Regions from separate parts of the Ovis aries genome. Here region 1 is linked to region 2. A link is a contact called in public Hi-C data. All regions are on one chromosome and are shown on one strand. The core of a region is the stretch at or near the end of the contact, and the rest is flanking DNA. Distances in the headings are between cores, read along the strand shown.

Region 1 (7,213 bases), core at 4,456-6,955, 110 kb after region 2:
GATGGGGGAACAATGGAAACAGTGACAGACTTTATTTTCTTGGGCTCCAAAATCACTACAGATGGTGACTGCAGCCATGAAATTAAAAGACACTTGCTCCTTGGAAGAAAAGCTATGATCAACCTAGACAGCGTTTTAAAAAGCAAAGACATTACTTTGCCAACAAAGGTCCATCAAGTCAAGGCTGTTTTTCCAGTAGTCATGTATGGATGTGAGAGTTGGACTATAAAGAAAGTTAAGCACTTAAGAATTGATGCTTTTGAACTGTGGTGTTGGAGAAGACTCTTGAGAGTCCCTTGGACTGCAAGGAGATCCAACCAGTCCACCCTAAAGGAAATCAGTCCTGAATATTCACTGGAAGGACTGAAGCTGAAGCTCCAATACTTGGGCCACCTAACGCAAAGAACTGACTCATTTGAAAAGACCCTGATGCTGGGCAAGACTGAAGGCAGGAGGAGAAGGGGATGACAGAGGATGAGATGGCTGGATGGCATCACTGACTCAATGGACATGAGTTTGAGCAAGTTCTGGGAGCTGATGATGGACAGGGAAGCCTTATGTGCTGCAGTCCATGGTGTGGCAAAGAGTTGGACACAGCTGAGCGACTGAACTGAACTGTCCACCTTCAGTGTGGTTTGTGGAACACCTACAGAGGCAAGCCCACTACTGATGTGTTGAAAAGTCATAATGGCCACAGACCTCTGGGATCCAGAACCAGCCAAGGAACACTCTGTCTTAGTATGGAAGGGCATAGAGGCCTAGGACCATTCTCCTTCAGGGAGATGGTGTGCTCTGTGCAGCAGATGAAATGGAGGGGTCGAAGGGAACTGTTAGCTGGGTGTTATGAGCACACAATCTGACCAGTGGCTACAGGATCCCAGAGAAATCTGTTGGCCGCAGGGCATGTCCAACAGGAGCTCCTGGGAGACCAAACCCAGAGCAGCGAAGCCTTCTGTCTTCCACTGTTTCATCATCTCCTTAACAAGTAATCCACAGGACCAGAGGGATATCAAGCCAGTGACTTTCAGATACAGGCTATAAACTGCACATCTAAACAAGGTCCCTCTCTCCTGGTAACTGGACACAGACAGTGCTTTGCAATGGTGCCGGGGCACAGAGGTGAACCTCACTTGTCCGGCTGTGTCTCCCCAGTGGCTAAAGGACTGGACAGACAAACCCCAACTTGGACAGATGGAAAATCCACTGCAAACTCACACTGTAGGAAAAGGGTTGGCTCGTAACAAGGGAATGCCCACTCCAACCACAGCCGGGAGAGTGCTGGCAGCCCTGTCAACACACACGTCTCCTCCATAACCCAAAGGCGGGCTGCTCCTCATCTTCACATACAAGTCCTGGGACTTGCCAGTGGTTAGAACTCAGCACTTTCACTGCTAGGACACCGGTTCAGTCCCTGATCAGGGAACTAAGATCCCACAAGCCATGTGTCTCAGCCGAAAAAAAAGGTTACGAGTCCTAAGGAAGGACTTGGGGAATGTCCATGAACTAACCCGTGTGGTGACTAGTGTGACAAAGGGCTAGGGCCACCAATGGGGCAGTGAGGAACCCAGCGGTCAGGCTTTGCAAGCAGGTATGAACAGCAGGCATCTCCAGTCATTACTGCAGGCAGCAGCCTCCAAGCTGGCCCTTGATGACCCTTGCCCCCTGGACTTCACACACTTGGGATGACTGGGCCACATGTCACCACGTCACCTGAGAAACCCATGGAGAGTCACATGGTGAGGAGCAGCTGCCACCGGCCAGCCAGGAGCCAGGCAAGGGCATCCCCTTGGCAGCTTGGCAAGTTTCAAATGACTGCTTCCCTGGGTGTGATGTGCACTGCATCTTGGTGAGATGGCTGAGCCAGAGCCAGCCAAACACTGAGGAGTGGTGAGGCCTTGAATACTGGTTGCTCTAACTTGCTGAGTTTAGGGTAATCTGTTACATAGCAATAGGCATCTAATACAATCAACAGAGCAAGTGGTTACTTTAATGAATTTGGCATGTGCTGTTGATCTCTGAGAAGTGACACAGACTTGCCCTTTCCAGGCCCTCCTACATACACATACTGAGAACCACTGGGGGACACGTAGCTACCTAGTCATGTGCAAACTCCTGGACAGGTTTTCTGCTGGTAATAATGGAGTCTTCCCCTTTCTTTCAATAAATATTTATTTGGCTGCTCCAGGTCTTACTTGCAGTGGCACGCAGGTTGTTTGATCTTTGTTGTGACATGTGGAATCCTTTTTTTTTTTTTTTTTTGTAGTTGCATCATGCAGAATCTTTAGTTGCAGATGCCAACTTTTAGTTTCATCAGGATCTAGGATCTTGGATCGAACCCAGGCCCCCTGTATGGGAAGAACGGAGTTTTAGCCACTGGACCACCAGGGAAGTCCCAAGGACTTTTACCCTTTCAAGAACAAATCGAACATTACAAAATCTTGTTGTACATGTGATATACAAAACACAATAATGAGCCATACGAAAAAGAATTGTTTCCTAAGAAAGATGTCAAGTTCAGAACCAAAATTTACCAAAGTTCAGAGAGATGACAATTTTATTCAATCATTCCACAGGGGAGTCTATTTTGTAAATGACATCCTAACATTAGCCAAAAACTCAGCTGTAGCCCAGGTCATTCAAAGCAGCAAGACAGCCTCAGCCAGAAGCTTGCCACCGTGGGCACAGGTACAGCCATGACCTTGTGTGACAGCCTACGGGCTCCAAGGTCAGGCCAAGTGTGGAATCAACTAGTCCTTTTTCTAAAAACTTTGATTGAAATGTAGTTGATTTATAATGTATTAGTTGCAAGTGTAGAGCAAACTGATTCAGCCATACATACATAGATATATGCATTTTTTCCAGATTCTTTTCCATTATAAGTTATTATAAGATACTAAGCAGAGTTCCCTGTGCTGTACAGTAGATCCCTGTCAGACCTGTGATTTTTTTTTTTAAGTTTAGCACTTTGCTTCAGCTGCTGCCAAGCTACCTAAGTTAGGAAGAAGCAAATAATTATTTGCTCTGATATTAATAACAAAGTTAGATATTAATACCAAAAATGGCCCCAAAGATCAACTTCTGTCCCCAGACTGCAAAACTATTATCTCTGTTTTACAGACAAGGCAACAGAGCGACATCCCCTGAAAGCTTGCCTGAAGCCCCAGGAATCCAGCAAGCACGGGGAGGTGGAGTGCCCTGCCTGCTCCCTTGCCCTTCCTGCCACCCCTAATCCCCAACCCCTACCTTCCACACACACCCCCCCCCCCCCCCCCCGCCAGGCCCTGCTTTGTGTGAGGTGTCTGGGAGGTGATACAGCAACCTTGACATGCCCCGGTCAGAGCCAGCTCACCATGAGATCACCTCTCACACAATTAAAGGGAGCTGAGCCCAAAGGTCCTGATGTGCACAGGGTTCAGAGGGCTGAGGAAGTCGAAATGAGTAAACAGAAGTCACAAGGTACAGAAAGAACAGAGAGAGCAGGTGAAGAACAGGAAGGGCTCAGGAAAATGAAGGCGGTGACTCAGGAGTGGGGCCTGGGAGGAGCCAGATCAGCTGAAGCCACCCCCACCCCCACCCCCTTCTCTTCCAGAGTCCAGGCCACAGGGCATCTGAGTCCTCTAACTAAACACCCGTCCACAAGGCCACTGCAGAGGTGGGACTGAGCAGGACAGGGTTCAGAGTCAAGTTCCACCTCCTACCTGAGGCTGGGTCACAGCCAGCTCTCAAAGCACAGTTATTCAGTAAATGTGTTTAGACGAGTGAATTAATATTTCCCAGCAACTCATTTCCCATGACATCCTGGGTGCTTTCACTTCAGTTGCATTTTATCTTTACAACAAACTTGAGGGACACCCAATATCAGCCTGGCTCTGCAGATAATTTTATCTCCATTTTACTGATGAAAAAATTGAGGCTCAGAAGGGCAAAAAGCCAGCACGCTTTCTCCAGAGCTCAACTCCTGCCATCACCCTGCACTGCTTTCAGATGAATCTCCTGAAAAGAGCTTAGATTCCAATAACGCTTTTTATTTCAAGCAATGTTAATGAGACTGCATCTTACACTATCCCCAAACACGTTCAAATTTGTTAGAGGCTCTGAGTCACGCATTCTCTGGTCTGGGTGAGGAGGGAACCGGGGTAGGGCGGGGCTGGGTCACTTCCTGTCAGGGCAGCATTGCATAAGCTTCAATAGGGTGCAAGGGTGCAAGAAACCACTCTCGGAAGCCTGGTCATGATCATGGTCACGGGACTGGTCTAGGGGGAGTGGACGGCAGAATGTGGGTGGGACCAGAGAAAGAAAAACAGTGAAGGAGGAAACCAGGGAGGATGGATGGACTGTGAAAAGAGAAAGTGAGAAAGGGAAGCAGTCCAGATGTGCAGGTCAGGGTCAGCCCCTCGCCACACACAAGAACCTGGCTGCTGGAGCCGAGGACCAATAATCAAAACTCTGCATTTAAAACAATGTCCCTAAACCTTCTGAGCTTCAGGACTTTTACATCATACATGTTACTGCTGTAACACACAAAGCCATAGGGTGGAGAGCATAGGCCCTGAAACCAGTCAGACCAGCTCTGAAACTCTGTGCATCAGTTCTTAGCTGTGACCTCGGAGAAGTCACTTTAAAGTGCCGAGTCTGTTTCCTTATCTGTAAAACAGATGTAAAAGTATCTACTTCTCACATTTGTGAGGATTAAAAGAATGCCTGCTACAGAGCCAAGCCCCAGCTAGCACTCAGTAAGAACGGTTATTGCCTAATGACCTTAGGAATTTGGGGAATACAGAAAAACACAGAAACAAACTTAAGTCACCGTACAGTCAGCAGTCTCAGGGCTAAGTACTCTAAGCACTCCAGCACCAGACCTAAGGGAGCCTGGGGTCCGCCAGGGATAAAACCACAGACTCCTCCCCTTCTCCCAGGGATGGAGTGAGTGGACTACAGTCTCCTAGGCCATGATCCTGGTCTCCAGAGCTAGGCATGACTTCCAGAGGGGGTCGGCCTGTCTTCAGGAGAAAAGAATAGTGGAGGCGACGGTTACCTCTTCAAAATTAAGCATCTGTAGGACAAGACTGCCGGCCGCTCACGCCTGGGAGCTGGCTCAGCTACCCTGAAGTACTTGCTCTTACCCTAAGCCCTTTCCTTTTCCTCTCGGTATACAGGGCCCTTGGGGCACCAGCGGGGCAGGCTCTGCAGCTAGAGCCCGGGAGAGCGAAACTCTCCCCTCCGCAGCATTCTCCTCGCGCCAAGACTGTCAGGGGTCAGGGGCCCGGGTCTAGGTGGGAGTCGGACTCAGAGTCTGGATCTGAGGCTGGAGTTGGGGGTCAGGATTCGGGCCCGAAGTCGGGGTCAGGGCCTCAGGCGGGCCCCACCATCTACGCACGTCTGCTCCCTTCGGGCTCCCGGGCTCCCTCCGCAGCCCCTGGACCCGCTGGGCCAAGTCCTCCCGGGAGCCGCGACCTAGCGCGGCGTCTGATGCCCCGACTCGGGGCCCACCAGGCTGCAGTTCTACTCGCAGCGCTTGTACTCGCAGTACAAAGTGGCAGTTCAAACCCGCCAAAGAATCCCAGTGGGATTAGAGTTGCAGCGGATCGCTCGGTCACGGAACCCGATCGCGGAGTAGCAAGGCTTGACAGGCCTCACTGGAAGAGGCCCGACCGCGCAGGCGCCCCGCGGAGACACCCCACCCCCCGACCCCCGCCTCCCTCCCCAGTAGCGCAGGCGCAGCTTCCGGGTCAACATGGCGGCCGCGCGGCTGCTGCTGCGCGCTCTCCGCCCGGGGCCGGGACCGGGGCCGGGGAGGCTGCGGTGCCCCTACTCGGGCTGGAACCCAGGCTGCTCCTCCGGGGCCAAGTGGAGGTGGCCGTATGTCGTCCACAGGCCTCCGATGGGCCTCGTCGGGCCTGGTGGCCGAGCCCTGCAGGTAATGTACGGGCCTCCGGCAGCGGCGTTTGGAATGGTAATGTGGAAGATGCTCTCCGCCGCTTCGGCTTCGTCTTCCGAGAGGCAGCTCCTACCTGCAACCCGGAGGAGAGGCGGGCGGCGAGGCCGGCGGGCAGCCCGAGGGAGAAACCGGGAGCGAGGCCGCACAGTTGGACTTCTCTAGCACTTGTTTCGTTCTTCCCTGGTGGCTCAGTGGTAAAGAACCAGCCTGCCAATGCAGGATGGTACCCTGGGTGGGTAAGATCTCTGGAGAAGGAACTGGCAACCCACTGTAGTATTCTTGCCTGGGAAATCCCATGGACAGAAGAGCCTGACGGGGTCGCATGGGGTCGCAAAAGAGTCACAAGGATTTAGCGACTAAACAACAGCACTTGTTTCGTACATTGATATTTTTTGCCCGTTTTCTTGGTGTTTTGAAATTGAATCGACTAAGAGTTTCACTGATATCTAGCAGAGGATTATTTGCAGTCATATAGATCAGATCACTCCAGGATGAATTCTAGTGCCTTCCAATTGCTCTGAGCGGTTTTTCATGTGAGCACTGTAACTGTATTTTATTCTTATCATGTAGCTTGACATGTTATGGACACAAATTCACTGACCCTCTGTGTGAAGGCTGTGTTCCAGGCCCTGTTAATGTTAACATTTCACTCTGGAAGCAGACCCTAAATGCTTTTTTCACTGATTTTTTTAGCCCTCTCTTAGGACCCCAACCCTCGCATTTTAGGTTGTAATGTATTATTGTATTTTACCATAAGTTGAGAACCAATTTCATATCATAATCCTATTCTACACCCTTTCTGAGTCTGAGGACAACTATAGATCATGGCATCCGGTTCCATCACTTCATGGCAATAGATGGGGAAACAGTGGCAGATTTTATTTTGGGGGGGGGCCTCCAAAATCACTGCAGATGATGACTGCAGCCATGAAATTAAAAGACGCTTACTCTTTGGAAGAAAAGTTATGACCAACCTAGACAGCATTTTAAAAAGCAGAGATATTACTTTGCCAACGAAGGTCCATCTAATCAAGGGTATGGTTTTTCCAGTAGTGATGTTTGGATGTGAGAGTTGGATTATAAAGAAAGCTGAGTGTGGAAGAATTGATGCTTTTGAACTGTGGTGTTGGAGAAGACTCTTGAGAGTCCCTTGGACCGCAAGGGGATCCAACCAGTCCATCCTAAAAGGAATCAGTCTTGATATTCATTGGAAGGACTGATGCTGAAGCTGAACTCCAATACTTGGGCCACCTGATACAAAGAACTGACTCATTG
Region 2 (7,531 bases), core at 3,008-5,507:
GTCTCCAGTGCTGGGCCGGCACCCCAGGGGCTCATAGCTCCTGGCTGGTCTCACGGGTCACCCCATGTGGCTGCACCCATCCAAGGTGCCTGGTCTGACAGCACAGTGTTGAGGACAGAGCTCCCGTTCTGGCGCTGGCCACTCAACCTTCTAATATCCAACCATACCTGTGTGGCCAGAGCAGGACCCTGACACACAAGCCATGGCAGGTGTGCAGAAAGCTGGGCTGAGCTGGGGTCGGGGGTGGTCAAAGACTCACTTCCTGGTCGCCCTGCCACCAGGAAGGAGAGAGACCAGGAAGTTGCAGCAGGCCCACCCTGGGGTCTGCGGGGAGGCACCCACCTTGTAGTGCCCGTTGTTGGCAGCATCGTGCAAGGGTGTGTCATCATCCAGGCCCTTGGTGTTCACCTCCGCACCTGCAGCCAGCAGCTGCTTCGCGACATCATAGTAGCCCCGGTTACAGGCCTCATGCAATGCCGTCCAGCCTGGAAACAGACACTCAGCACGTATGTGACTTAACCCTCAAGGCCACTTCCACCTCGGGTGGCACCGGAAACTCTAAGGACAGGTGCCCAGCCTGGGTGTTCTTTCCTGGGGCACCTCTGGGTTGCCCATGACCGCTAGCGGTTAACCCTATAGACTAGGAAGCTGTGAAGGGTCCGGACAGGTGAGCAGTATCATCACACGGGAAAACAGAGCAGGCCGTGGGTTTGGACAGGCCTCTGTGCAGCAAGCCACCCCAGGGACTGGTCCCAGGGTCTTGGAAACATTCAAGGTAGCAGCTCTTAAAATATCAGTATTCCTAAATCAGGTTTGGGTCAGACATGTGGGGATCATGCTCAGCAGGTGTTCCAGTGTTCCAGGCCTCCTGAGGAGGTAGCTCTGGGCACACAGGAGAAGGAAGAGGGTGCTGTGTCAGAGTCTGCCCTGGTCCCACCCTCCGAGCGCTCACCCGCAAAGTCCTTGACATTGACGTCTGCCCCCTCGCTGATAAGCTCCTTGATGCGCCGGGCGTCCCCCCGGATGGCCGCCCGGTGCAGGCGGGTCTCCCCACGCTCGTTCCTCTTGTTCACTTTATCTTTGGTTTTTGAGGCAGAGTTGGGCGTCCCCTTCTGACACACTGTTGACTGAGAGGGGTGCTTTGGTGTCATGTCCACTGCAGGCCAAGGAGAGGATGGCAGAGGTTAGCAGGCGGAATCTGCCACCGTCCAAGGGAGGGCCGCCCCCAGCCCTGGACCTCCTGGGCTCACCTGGGCTGTTGGCGGATTCCTCGGCCGTCATCTGCATGAGCAGAGCCACCTGCTGGCGCTCAGAGAGAGGGTAGCCGGCGCGGATCCCAGACAGCCCCATGCCGAAGAGCAGCCCGGCCTTGCGGGTGACGGGCTCCTTCCTGATCCGCTTCCGCTCAGGACCCTGCTTCTCTGTGAGGCGTGGGGGAGAGAGGGGACACTTCATGCCACGGGGCCCTTGACCCCGGAGCCTCACCTGGCCGCGCGGGAACGGAAGGGGCAGCTGGCGGCACACAGGCCGCCCGGCATCACCTCTTCCGGCAGTAACCGTGCTGGGAACACGATTCCAACACCTCGTCACCAGCCACTGAAGCCAAGCCTGGCCCCCACCGACCATCCACTGCTCCAGGTGCCTCCCCAGACCGTTCCCTGCACGCCAGGCGGCGGGACGGCCGACCCGAGTCCCCGCTCACACAGGACGGGCCTCGGTCTAGCAACTGCTCGCGCCTGTGGTCCAGGGCCTCCGCCCCACCCGCCTCCAAAACAGTTCAGATGTAAAATGCAAACACAGTTTAGAGACCCATGGAGAGGTCAAGGCTGACTGGGCGGTACTGTACCTTTCTTCTTGCTTCTAGGAGCCTCCATCTCATGCCATGGCGCTTCGAGGAGCGAACCAGCCTTGCAGTACCACGGCGTGGACTGAGCTGGAGGCATCTAAAGGCATCAACACAGAGCACTAACAAGATACGGGGCCAGCCCGGTGCCCCTCAGCCTCCTCACGACAAGCACTGCGCTCCTCGGGCCCCTCACACACACCCTGGTGGCCGCAAACAGCCACAGTGCCCGTGTCTTTCACGGGGCAGGGGCGATGGAGAGAAAAGCACTCCGACTCCTGGGATCAGGAGCCCAAAAAAAAGCTCATGGGAACCGGGGATCCACCAAGTCTCAGATCCCTCCCCTGCGTCCCTGTGTGTTCCAGGGGAGCCCCTGTGTGGGGTGTCCTAGGTCATGGGGTGCAGGCCACCGGGTCGCCACTGGGGGCCATGCTTGAGAGGTTCTCCCTGCACCCCTGGACTGGGTCAGACCCCAGAGAGAGGCAACGTCGCCACTCCCAAAACCACATACCTTTACCACTCACCACCTCAGGCCCTGCAAGTATATCACTTTCCATGTTCTTAAGAGTTTTCACTGCTACTTCCTTAAACTGCTTGTTTATAAAAACTACAGCTGTGACTTGCTGACAGTGCTCATCTGTGTCTTATGTGATCACTCCCCAGGCTACCCCACCAACTACTGATTTTTAACTATCCCACAAGGCAGAGGCCCAAGAAAGGAAATTCAGAAAAGATGCTCCTTATCGTTGACCAAGAGCCCTGCTTCCCCACAAGCTGTGAAGGCAGTGAGGAGGGGGCGGCGCAGGGGACCCAGCCTTGCACCGGGCACAGCTGGCAGAGCAGGGACCTGGTGGCTCCAAGGAGTCCTGAGAAATGAAGCCATGGTGGACAGCAGTCAAGCCGCAGGGCCCGGCCCAGAAGCTACGCCACAACTGAGCAGCCACACGGATCTGTCTGGGCACAGCCTCACAACATGGAAGGGCGGCCCTGGGTGTCAGAACCCGAGTCCCGAAGGGCCTCAGACAATCGAGGTGTGTGGCCTCCCAAGGGCTCCTGCCGAGGGACAATGCAGACGCGAATTCCCCAGAGACAAGAACAGAAGCACAGCCTCCCACCAGGCTGCCCTGCCAAGTTCGCGAGGTCACCCTGGAAGCACACAGACCAGTACCACTCCTCTCCTGCTGCACAGAGGTCTTCGGGACAGAGGCCGTGCCCATGACTGTAAGACACCAGAGAAACCTGGCAGAAGGGCCACAGCTGACTCTGTCTTCAAGTGGCTGTGCAGGCAGTGACACCCAGGGCCGGGGTGCGCCTCGAGGGCTCCACCTGCACAGCTGTTAGTGGCAGCTGAGAAGCACCTGCTGCCCAGACACTGACCCCAGTTGCAGGGCAGGGCCCTGGGGACCCAGGCCTGCAGTCTCAGGAAGAACGAAGGCCACCCACAGGTAGACCAAGCACATGGCAGGCAGGACCCCACCCTAGGGGATGGGAGAGCTGGAGGGCTGAGGCACCCCAGCAGGAGTCCTCAGGTGCCGGGTGTGAGGAGCTCTCACCCCACAGGTGGAGGTTTCCCAAGGCTTAACACAAAGGAACCCCTAAATGTAATCCCATCTCCTGAGATGCTGGCTTCTCCACACTGAAGTGCAGTTTTTTTCTACAGGTGCAGCGGGTGCCAGTATCTAGAGGAGCCCACGTCTGGCTGGGCTGCGAGTCCCGGATGGAGTGGGCACCCCCGGAAGCTTGGCCACAGAGGAGTGGAGGCTGGGGTGCTGGCGCCATAGGAGGGCCCACCTGCCTGACCGCCATGTCCTGTCAGCACACGCCCACCCCAGAAAGACCTGCAAAGCCTCCTTCCTGCCCTGTGTGACGACCACAAGGACACGGCAGAGGAAGTGTCCCAGGCAGTGGCCACTCCCCTTGGTGCTCTGCTACGGTTTTGTTTCTTACATCCACCCAGAAGCAAAACAGAACCTACAGAAGCCCAGATGGCAGGTGCCAAGTTAAGAGACATGGATACTGACAGGTGCGTGTGAGCAGCAAGGGCAGGCCAGGGGGTGATGTGCGGGGGCTGGAGGCGCCGTGCCCCGCTTCTATGGAGACATGCCTCTTCCCAGGCTGATGAGGGGGTGGTCTCGTGAGCTGAATGTCCCCTCACCACTAGGAAAGCATGACTATGTGACCTGACACCCTGAGTCTCAAGCTTGGTCATCTTGCTGGTCCTCTGTGAAGTCGGCGCAGATTTATCATCTCTTCCTGGGACGTGGTCACCCAGCCGCAGCTGCAAGGATTCCAGCAGCCTTCAGGCCTTCGCTGGTGTCCCAAGAGGCCTCTGGAAAATGGCTCTGCTCCCCCTACAACTGCCCAGCTGGGGCTGTGGAGAGAGCAGCCCTGAGCACCTCTGTTTCATAACTTGGCATGCAGAGTTGTGCTCCCTGACCCCAGCAGAACTGACAGCAAGGACGCAGAGTTTCGAGAAGACCTTGTGAAACCAGGGCCACCTCTGGCTTTCGGGCAAGCTTGCAGATGCCTCCGCCTCCACATCCCCCGGTTCTACCTGACACTCTAAGTGGGCCGTTCTCACACCTGCACAGCCACTGGGCGACTGTGTGTTCTTCCAGAGCCAGGCTGGATGCCCCAGCTCCCTGCTGCGCCTCAGCGAGGGTGCCAGCACTGGGAGGGCTCACCGCCTGCTGCCTGTGTGGCTTCCCAGTGCGGGAGCCCCGTCCTCTCCAGGACGCCATCTGATCTCAAGCCGGCTTCCCTGTGCAGCCCCTCCTGCTGCTGCCACCTGGGGGTCTGTCCTCGCTTCCACCTCTCCAGACAGAGTGGACAACAGCTGTTTCCAGCAGAGGCCATCCCGCAGGGGCAGGATGGCACGAGCCTGGGAGATCACACGGACCCTGAGCGAAGGATGGCGTCCTCCAGCCCAAGGTATCATACAGCAGGCAGGCTGTCCTCAGCCTGTCGCTGCCACCAGAAGCCTGTGTCTGCGGCACAGGGTGAGTCCCCATCATCACACAGTCCTAGGCTTCCCAGCAGAGGAGCCTCTCTGGAGACTGGTTTGGCACAACAGTGGGGAATTGATGACCCTCTCAGATGTCACCACCACCTACACTCTGCCCTGAAGGGTGGGTGGGCATCCACAGTCCCCACGAAGTCACAGGGCTCAGTCGGAGCAGGCAGGAGGTGGGGTCAGTGCCAGGACCTGCCATCCTGACAGTGTCCTATCTCTTGGTCTCAGAAGCACACGGTCCACCATGCAGGACAGAGTCACAGACAGGCTCCTGACCAAGCAGCCAGCCTGGGCACTGTCCACACGTGACGGGTCCGCCTGTCACGCTCCAGCCCTCTGGTGCCCCGGGCCACCACAGGCCTGTCTTTCAGGCTGCAGTGAGGACCTGCTTCCTTCCGGTTTCCTGGTGTCTCCTTTAGTTTAAAGCAAATCACCATCACTGACCAGCGAAAAGGAGACCTGGGGGCCTTCAGTACGTCCTTGACCTGAGGGGGCACGTGGGGGGCAGTCTTTCTCCTCCCCATTCCTGACTAAGGCTTCTTTAGCGCCTGGCAAGGGCGACAGAGCGTGATCAGGAGGCCAGGGTCTGTGAGGTAAGGCTAGCATGAATGGACCAACAGCAGGGCTTCCCAATCACCAACCCCAGCTTTCACTCCAGCAACACCTGCAAACTGAACCAGGACTCCAGCAACACACGGACGGGCCACCCACTCTGCTGGTCCAGCCCATCTGGAGGCCTCCAAGCACCCCTCAGGCCCCCATCCCCAAACCCTGGCGACCAGTAGGCAGAGCAGCCACCTGACCCAGACCAAGTGGGCCCAGCCACACCCTCCAGACTCAGCCCGAGATGGAGCTGGCCAGTACCCCACACCAGTCCTGCTCTCACTGGGGTCCTGAGGACTCCAGGGTCATGGCATGGGTGGCTCTCAGAGCCACCTGCTTTGGTCCATGCCCAGCAGGTGGCCAAGCGCCTGTGTGGTCACACAAGTGGCCTCCAGCACTCAGCAGGGCATGTTCTCAAAACTTCAGAGCCCAGCACATCCCCCCAGAGCAGGCCCTGCCCCTCAAGGAAGCCACGTGCAGCCACCTATGTCCCCGGGTGGAGGGAGTGAGACCGTCGTGAGACTAAGCAGGAAGGCTGCTGTGTGGTGGTCAGGTAGGTGTGTGTAGAGTTAAGCTCTGGAGAAAAAAAAAAAGAATAATCTGAAGCAGGTCCCAGTCCCACCAAGACTGGCACTGGGCAACGGCAGCGGGCAGGAGGATGCCCCTTCCACACTGTCCTGGGTGCATGTTCTCAGCAGGCCAGCCCCCGGGGCAGGGGGCGGGGGTCTGGGGCACAGCTGAGGAGACGCCGCTGGTAGCTTGGAACCAGGCTGCATCTCCCAGCAGAGGGCGCTGGAGGGACGCAGGCACGCAAGAGGGAGCCCCGGCTGCAGCGGGCAGGGATGGGGATGACCACAGCCCCTGGCCTCTCGGGGAGGACATAATCCTGCCCAGATGGCTGCTCACCAGGAAAGGCAGACGGGTCAGTGACCAGGGCTGCGGGTGAGGTGCTCAGTACTGACTCGAAGGACATGACACTCCCTGTTACTGGAGTCTGGTTTGCCCCATGAACAAACCAAACAGGTAACAGAGCTGCGCGGTGGGCCCCTAGGGGTCACAGGCAGCTCATACCCTGCTGTTGAAGGGTCACTGGTCCAGTAGGACCCGTCCCCAAATGGGCGATGATGACCAGGAGGAGGGTGAGTGCTCTGTGTTGGGCCTCTGCAGTCACCCCACAGGCCTCATGCTGAGGTGCTCCCAGCCCCCGGCCGCCCCCTCCTGGGGCAGCAGTCTTCCTGTGAGTGACAGGAAGGCCTTGCAGGATAACACTGAACTGCAGATGCCCAGCATCCAAGAAGCCTGAAACCAAACAGCAACACTGCGCCCTGCACAGACCAGGACTGGCCAAGGCGCTCAAGCCTAAGCACGTGTCTGGGCCAGCCTGTGTCCTCTGCACCACGCCTGACCCAGAGGATTCCTGAGAGGATGCCGATGACTCCCTGTGAAGGACCTCATGGAGGCTGGACCACCTTCCCAGTAACCCAGTCGTACCCCAGCTGGCACCACCAACTCCACCACCCTGCACCACCCGCTTGCAGCGCATGAGCCCATGTGCTTACTCAGGGCTGGGAGCCCAGGGGTCACATGCTGGCCGGGGCGGGGGGGGGGGGGGGCCGCCTGTGGGGGGGCGGTGCCTGTGCAGGAGCTTGAGGAGGAAAGAGACTCCTTTCAGGCTTCTCCCTCTGCCACTTCTCCCAACTTTCTCCCGTCTGTCTCATTTCTGTGCCTGTACTTGTCCTGTGAGCTGATGCAAATTCTCACACAGCAGGTGGAAGCAAGACCCCTCACGGCGCCATGGATTCGCCCATGCTTGCCCCTGGCTCAGGGGCCTGCCCTCAGATGATCGGCAGGCTGGGAAGGCTCCAGCCCCAGGGCCAAGAGGAGAGGAGTGAGCTGACCAGCAGTGGGGCCAGGTTCTTGCCTGGACCCAGCTCGTCCCTGTGCAGCTCAAGACGGAACAGCCCTGGAAGCACGGGCACCACGCGGCGGTCTCCGGTCCTCCTGCATGCGCTCCACCGCACGTGAGGGAAGACGGCACTCGCTTCTGCCCATTTCACAGTACCCTTTGGCTT

The links. Hi-C and Micro-C count contacts between places; a contact is called where the count stands out from the background.
Region 1: a contact with region 2 is called in a Hi-C map of liver, with 2.3 times the contacts expected there. The contact joins the promoter of SPG7 here to the enhancer-like site in region 2. A contact is called at or near these places in 4 of 16 Hi-C or Micro-C datasets (liver, mesenteric adipose tissue, muscle and 1 more).

Annotation. Positions count from the first base shown.
Region 1 is chr14:14,005,756-14,012,968 of ARS-UI_Ramb_v3.0, forward strand. SPG7 (SPG7 matrix AAA peptidase subunit, paraplegin) reads left to right here and starts at 5,706. Exons shown (of 15, transcript XM_060397913.1): 1 at 5,706-5,917. The coding sequence starts at 5,735.
Region 2 is chr14:13,892,399-13,899,929 of ARS-UI_Ramb_v3.0, forward strand. It overlaps ANKRD11 (ankyrin repeat domain containing 11), which reads right to left. Exons shown (of 13, transcript XM_027977756.3): 5 at 1,251-1,421; 6 at 953-1,156; 7 at 343-485. Among named protein-coding and RNA genes, the nearest start is that of TRNAY-AUA, 28 kb to the right of the region's middle. Within about 2 kb of position 4,258, at least 1 of the 54 cell types and tissues checked has an H3K27ac peak or open chromatin away from gene starts, as enhancers often do. A contact at or near this core is called in liver, where this site is marked.